2 separate regions of the Gossypium hirsutum genome follow, and region 2 is linked to region 1. A link is a contact called in public Hi-C data. All regions are on one chromosome and are shown on one strand. The core of a region is the stretch at or near the end of the contact, and the rest is flanking DNA. Distances in the headings are between cores, read along the strand shown. Region 1 holds the start of LOC121221190 (membrane-anchored ubiquitin-fold protein 4). Region 2 holds the start of LOC107892059 (pentatricopeptide repeat-containing protein At2g29760, chloroplastic).

Region 1 (3,798 bases), core at 811-3,310:
AATTTTCCCAGCATTTATCAGTTTGATGTCATTTGCTCCCTTAGGCGCAATTTTTTTATCTAAGATATTAGAAAACAATATTAGATCCAACATTATAAAGCACAAACACAACATCTCAAAGTTTAGACATCTCGATAATAGGTATACTGATAATGCTAACTAATTTATACTTTTCGACACTAATGAAGTCAAAAAATTAAAGAGAGTACAACAAAACTTTAAAGGAAATAGTCCAACCCCTTTTCCACAAATTCTTTCCAGTAATCCATAGTCGGATTCATCCTAAATTATTGACCAAATAGGATTTTCGGCAAATGTCTTTGACGGCGGTGGCAAATATAAAGACATGCAAAGTATTGCCAAGAGTATGACTACTTGATAGCATAGATATATCATCTAACACAACTACAAAGAACGATAAGATCAAATAAGGAGACAAACAAAACATAAATAGTCAGCAATGCGAGCAGGTTGTCAAATGAAATAGCAACAATTAAGTAATAGCAACCCAAGCAATTTGAATGCTGAAAACCAGGATGAATAAACAAGGAATCCTTCGTACAAGAAGGATAGAACAGATATTTTATGCCAAACCTTATCCGAAAGAGTTTTCATCCACACATGAAAATGAATATACATTAGACATCCATCCGATAATTAACAGTACATGTTCCATATCTAACAAAAGTTGACTTATAGCATCCATAAACAGGTGCAGCTGTTAACATCTAGAGATCTTTCCTATGAGAAAACCATATTGGTGGCAATCTATTTCAAGACTAGTAAGCTATGAGATTTGTATAAACTAATTACCAATTATAAGTTAAAGCTTGCCATCAATCTATGCCTATTTAACAGAGAAGTTTGTATTTGCTGCAAACAAGTGTTGGATTGAGTTTAACAGAGAGGACAACCCACTATTTCTGAAAATTGCAAACTATAATAAATTCCATATAAGAACCCTTTTAAACAAGCAAACTATAATAAATGCCATATGTTGAAAATAACTTCGAAACGCCACCACATTATCTTGAAGCATCAATCAAGGAAACCCTAACTAAAAAACACAAATGTAAGGGGAACAAAGAAACCAATGAACGCATCCCAAGGACCCAACATTAAAAACAAAACACCCTTGAGTCATATGAAATAGAAATTACGCTTTGGGGTAAACAGACACATAACTTTTGAAAGAGAAAATGGAAGAACAAACCTTTAGGCCATTCAGCAACAATTCTTTCCTTGAGCATAGCAATGGTTGAAGCAGGCGAGTATCGAAATGGACCCATATCTGATCCATCGTACAACCGAAACTTAATCTCTACCACCTCCTCCTCCGGCATTTCAATTTCCAAAATTATCCACCAAAATCAAAACCCTTGCCTTCTTTTCCAAAAAAAAAAACCCTCTCAAATTCACCACTACATACAATTTATTTTTATTCTCACTTCCTACACCTAAAACCAAACAGATAAAACCCTGTTTAAAGTGCCTAGAAAAAAGCAAGAAAAATTGAAGTAAAACAGCACACTGTTTGGGTTTCCCTAGAAAATGAAAGAAAAAGTAACAGATTCCAAAATCACACCTCACTCCACCCTAACCCTTGGGGTATTTTTCGTTGTAATTACACACATGAAACGATAAAAAGAGATTGAAATTTTAGAAAGAAAAAAACCCTAAACCGACAACTAAAACTACAACAAGACTTTAAATATATATACCTTTAGAAAAAAAAAGTTGTTACAAAAAGGAAAAAAGATGAAATGAATTGCGGAGCTCTTTTCTCTTCTCTTGAGGGTGATTTATATATACACGAGGGAGACTACAAAAGATTCAAAGAATTGGTTAAACTTTCAAGAGAACCCAGATTAGACCCGATCTTCACGCTTTCTTTCTTTTTTTTAATCTTTGAGTTGTTTATTTTTATGTTTCCATTTGCAAATGCAGAAGGGAGAGACATGGAGGTATCGTAAATAGTGAGTTAGGAGGGATGGATATTAGAGAGGGCGTGGCGTATTTTGGTTGGTGAATGGAAAAGAATAAAGCTGAAAAAACATGGTAAAGACAAGGACTAGGAAGGTCCCTTTGACCATAATTTAAGCTTCGAACATAAACGCGTGTCCCTAAGTCAAAAAAGAGCGGTGAAGTAATTGCTAAACACGCCGTTGCCTTTTTCTTTTAATTAATAAAACTAAATTTGACTCTGCCGCCTACTAACATAATAATTGAGTTGCCTTTTTATTATAACTAGACCAGCAAACGAGAGAAAGGGAGTCTCGAAGCAATCGTGAGAGAGATGGGTCACAGAAAACCTTACGAACGCTAAGTTATTAGTGATCGTGAAGACTGGAAGAGTTTAAAGTCAAATGTAGTGGAAGCAATCCAGAGCCTTGAGTGCGGAGGTTTGTCGTCATTAGAGCTTCCAAGGATGAGCACGATGTGAAGCCGCAAGTGTTAAGGATGGGTATCGTGTCATACGGCAAAGATCAATTGGGCAGCATGAGAGAATGTGAAAGCAAGTAGATTCGAAAAGAAGTCCAACCCCTCATATATAAAAGTGCAATGGAAAGAGTGCAGAGAGCGCCAACATCATGGAGGCAAAAGAACTGAGAGTGATGGTTTCTCCAAGTGCAGTAACGGTCAAGAAAAATTGAGCATAGAAGACTTGGCCTGAAGGCCTGAGGAGTCACTCAGATAGAAGGTGTCGATCGAGGGATCAAGTGCGGAATTCCCCTAGCAACAAGCGCACCATTAGATTGAGTAGGGGAGAATGTCGGGGAACCCCCAAGTGCTACAACAAGTCTAGAATGGTGCACACTCGATAAAAATAAGTTCACTCACAATGATTTTGCCACTAACCACGCTTTTATTTCACTTGTTTTGCTTTTAGTCACTCAATTTTTTAATATATTTAACAAGAGTCTATATACATCATATCAAACAATCTAGTCTCTTTTCTCTCAAGAACAATTTGAAACAACCAAATTCTTTCTACTTAACCCTCAATATCCATGGCCCAACATCCATTTCATAGTGCATTTTAAGATCAAGGACAAAGATGTTATAGTATTCTCAAATACCAATCATGAGATAATTGTAATTACATACTTATTTTACCTTATTTATTAATATAAGGTATTGTCATTATAATTTCAATTTTTTTCTGTGTATATAAATAAACTGAATTGTAATAAATTCCTAAGAAATATGATTATTGTTAAAAGGTATTTTGTCAAGTATTATTGAAGGTTTGGACAACAATAATGCATTGAGACTAATGTGTAGTTGATTGATGACAAACTGTTATCATTGACATAAGAATGTCAAAATCAATACATGAGTATGTGTTAGAGAACAACATATTTGACTGACCTACTATGGGTATGTTTCTTGGATTATTATTGTAACCCCCTAAACCCGGTTCAGACATTATAGTCGAATCTTGAGGATCACATTGGTCAAGTCATTGGTGAAGAAATTTTTTTTTCATATTTTCTTAAAAATCATTGTATTTAAAACGTCCTTTTATTTCGCTTGAAGAAAAAGAATCAAAATATCAATCTTTATATCCCTTCTTTAAGAGTAGTTTGTCAAAAATCATCTATTGTTAGAAAAGTTCGAGTATCATGATTTTGATTATAAAACATCGTATTTGAAAAGAATGACACAGTAGAAAATCTCTCTAACAAAAATTTGTTCATCATTTTGTAAAACATAGATTAAATATATATATTTAAACCTTCAGTTTCTTGAGCATGCCATTTTGAGTTTTGAAAACAGAGTATCGAGTTTAACAAA
Region 2 (3,945 bases), core at 1,235-3,734, 910 kb after region 1:
AATTTGGGACCACTATAACCCAAATCACGCAAGCCATTATTAAAAATGAATTCTTGAAACCATTTACGGCCAACCTGAGAAATTGACGCTCCCTCAATTCTATCTAAACCATCCAAAATAGAATTAAAGTCGTCGGCAATCAACCACAGATCTTTAATTGATTCAGCCATGACATTAAGAACTTTCTAAAGGCCCTTCCTCGTACTCGACTGTGGGATAGCATAAACTGCAGTACATAAAAAACACAAAGAGCCTTGTGCATTCATGATTCGCATATGCACCAATTGGGGAGTAAAACATACAATGTCCACCGCAATCGATTCATTCCATAAGATCCAAATACCTCCTGCAAAACCATTTGCTTCAATCCGAAATGATCTATTCATACCAATTCGTGAAACAATTTTATCAGCTCAATCACCACTAGTCCGGGTTTCGAAAAGACATATGACATCTAGATGTACTTCTTTCATATACTCAGAAACGAAATTATCAAAGCTGGGCACCTTGACAGTTCCAAAAAATAAGTTTTGTATCCATAAATATAAAAAGTGATAAAATTCCTCAACAAGATAGAATCAACAGCTAGTTTCGGCACTAATTGAATCCATACCTCCAAACTGCTCAGTTACCATGGTTGTATCGACTTGCAAACTGATGCTAGCAGGATCTCTATCTAATCCACCAACAATTTCTTCCATGGCTACCTCTACCTCTACGTCTACTATTTCTATTTCTAGATCAACAAATGAACTATCTGGTGGTTTCTTCCACTATTAATTTCCTTCCACAAAGATTGAGGAATTCTACTTCGGTGCAACCTCTCCAACGAAACCAATTCCAAAACAGAACAATCGTTTTTCCTTACCTATCATCATACCCATTAATTCTTTGCCTGTCGATACCACAGATTGTTCTATACCACCAACCTGAATGGCCTGGTGATTTATAGCATTTAGATGGTTCGAAATCTGAACGGGATTGAAACCCCCCACATCAATCACCTTGTCCACCTTATCATGGGCCATAGAGGAGCCATCATCAAATTTTTTCTGGTTAAGCCCTGATGTTTCCCCATTAGAATTAATGGGTTTCAAAATTTTTGGCCCAACTTTAGGCCTATGTCCAATAAGAACTCCTTTACCTTTCCTATTCGGCCCCATCTTCCTAACCCCATTTGCTCCCTTAGTCATCATTTTTGCCATTCGATCTCCTACATATCTTCAACCTGCCCACTAAATACGTCTTGATTCAATCCATCTTCCTTTTCCAGAATTGAAAATCTAGATCCTCCTTGATTGGCTCTTCGGCCACTGTTTCTAGGTTCACCGTTGCTCCGGGCCTTTCCCCCACGATGCCTCTCAACCAACATCTAAGGGCCAAAGGCCTCTTCCTCCACTCGCTTCTAGATACCCGATGAAACCCCAACTATTCCTAACGATTCATTTTCCTTGCCCGGTTGCGGTCCTTTCGTGCCAATGCAACCTTCAGAGCTATGGCTGTATAAACCACACTGAAAACAGACGTTCCGTAATGATTCATACTCAACCCGCTGTAATTGATCATTGATTCTCACTTTTGAAATTAACAGTTTCTGCAGATCAACACAGACCGCTAATCTAGTAAACTGACCCTTCCTTTCAAGATTCGTATTAATATTGAGTTTGATAACTGGTCCAATAATCTGCCCAATAGCTCTGAGCAAGACCTTTGAGTAGAACCCTTCAAGTAAACCTGGTAATCTAATCCAAACAACTTGAATACTCATATCAGCATTCGTGGATGAAAAATCCAGAGACCATGGACGAACCGTCAGATAATTACCATAAACAACCCAAGGGCCTCCTGTTAACACATTTTTATAGTCATCTGTATCATCAAACTGAACCAAGTAAAACTCATTATCCAAATCCATGAGTTGGAATGAGCCTTTGGGTTTCCACAGAAGCGTAATCTTTTTGCTAAGTGCATTAAACCCAATTTTGGACCCTAAAAGCTTGACGATCACAGTTCTTGACATTTTACGCTCAATAAATTTGTGAACACGATTCGAAAACGTTACCAATGGAACTCCGTCCACCATTTCATAACCACGTCCCCATCTTGCAGTTCAAAACCTTCTTCCATTCTAGTATGTTGTACTGCCTCATGGACATCCCCCATTAGCGTTGCCTTATATGTGATTCTAGTTGTATCCTGGTTTTGGATTTGCTGACCATCTCCATCAACTGTTGGATCATCCGCTTCTTGTGATGACTCCGGTCGCCTTTTCACTTTCTTAGTTACTCTCCTAATGCCGGTATTAGGCCTGCCACCATTATTGTCCACCATCGCCAATATCCCAAGCTAAAAATTACCCTAAAAAATATTTATTTTAAAAATAATATATTATTAAATAATAAAATAATTAATCTATAAAATAATGAATTAAGCATAAAAATTTTAATACTAAAATGAGAAAACAAGTATACTTCGGGTGCCAAATCATACATTAAGCCTAAAAATGGTGGTAAGATTTAAGAAACAAGTTCATACATCGTGAGCCTAATACAAGAAATTGACTCCAAATATTCTGCTACTTGAACCTCCGCTGTTCATGAAACTTGCAAGGCCCATTTCGCGACGTTTCACCAGCTTCTCATCCCGTTTAAAACCAGATCGAGTAACCAAGAATCCCCTGTCTATCACCGTCGCTAAAGAGCTTCACGCGTATTTAATCAAGACCCACCGCCACGATGATTCCTCTTCAATATCTTCCGTTATCAGAGCTTACTGTCTTGCTCCCTTTCATTTGCACAAAGCCTATCTCGTTTTCAATCAAATTAAACTACCCACTTTGTTAAACTTTAATCTCATGATCCGTGGTTTTTCCCAGAGTACCCAACCCATTGAAGCTATTAAAATCTATTACAAAATGTACTGTTTCCACGGTTTTTCTGGTGATAATATGACTTTTATTTTTGTTTTCAAGGCCTGTGCTCGAGTTTTAGATATTAAAACCGGTCAAAAGTTTCATGTTCATGCTGTGAAACTAGGGTTTGATTCCTATTTATTCGTTGCAAATGCGTTGATTCATATGTACTCTAGCTGTGGTGATTTGGATTTTGCGAGGAAAGTGTTTGATACAATGGGCAAAAGAGATTTAGTTTCTTGGAATTCTTTGATTTGTGGGTACAGTCAATGCAAAAAGTTCAAGGAATTGTTGGGTTTGTTTAACGCAATGCAAGAAGATAATGTGAAAGCTGATGCTGTGACAATGGTGAAAGTTATTTTAGCTTGTTGTTATACGGATAACATGGGTTTGGCAGATTCTATGGTCAAATATATTGAGGAAAATTGCATTCATGTTGATGTTTATTTGGGTAACACTTTGATAGATATGTATGGAAAACGTGGTTTAGTTAATTTAGCACGGGAAGTTTTTGATAGAATGCCTGAGAGAAATTTAGTGTCTTGGAATGCATTGATCAAGGGGTACATAAAAGCAGGGCAAGTTGTTGAAGCAAGGAAGGTTTTGACAACATGAAGCAAAGGGATGTGATTTCTTGGACTTCCATGATTACAGGTTACTCTCAAGTTAACCAATTTAAAGATGCATTGAAGCTTTTCCAAGATATGATGGCTGCTAAGGTTACACCTGATGAGATTACAGTGGCTACTGTTCTTTCTACTTGTGCCAACTTGGGTGTTCTTGATGTTGGACAGGCAGTTCATGACTATATCTGCAAGCATGGTATACGAGCCGATGTTTATGTTGGAAACTCCTTGATTGATATGTATTTCAAGTGTGGTGTGGTTAAGAGGGCTTTGGAAGTATTCCACGATATGAAAGAGAAGGATTCTGTTTCATGGACTTCAGTTATCTCAGGACTTGCTGTTAATGGTTTTGCTGATTCTGCACTTGAATATTTCTCACAGATGTTGAAAGATGGTGTTGGCCCAACT

Evidence for each region. A called contact is a pair of places that touch in the nucleus more often than the background predicts.
Region 2: a Hi-C map of leaf shows a contact between it and region 1, with 2.5 times the contacts expected there. The contact joins the promoter of LOC107892059 here to the promoter of LOC121221190 in region 1. A contact is called at or near these places in 4 of 34 Hi-C or Micro-C datasets (callus and leaf).

What each region holds. Positions count from the first base shown.
Region 1 is chrD09:14,199,691-14,203,488 of Gossypium_hirsutum_v2.1, forward strand. It overlaps LOC121221190 (membrane-anchored ubiquitin-fold protein 4), which reads right to left and starts at 2,061. Exons shown (of 3, transcript XM_041101826.1): 1 at 1,214-2,061; 2 at 1-59. The coding sequence starts at 1,343.
Region 2 is chrD09:15,110,576-15,114,520 of Gossypium_hirsutum_v2.1, forward strand. It overlaps LOC107892059 (pentatricopeptide repeat-containing protein At2g29760, chloroplastic), which reads left to right and starts at 2,485. Exons shown (of 2, transcript XM_016817030.2): 1 at 2,485-3,509; 2 at 3,512-3,945. The coding sequence starts at 2,597. It overlaps LOC107892690, which reads right to left and starts at 2,020. Exons shown (of 1, transcript XM_016817749.1): 1 at 1,406-2,020. The coding sequence starts at 2,020. The coding sequence ends at 1,406.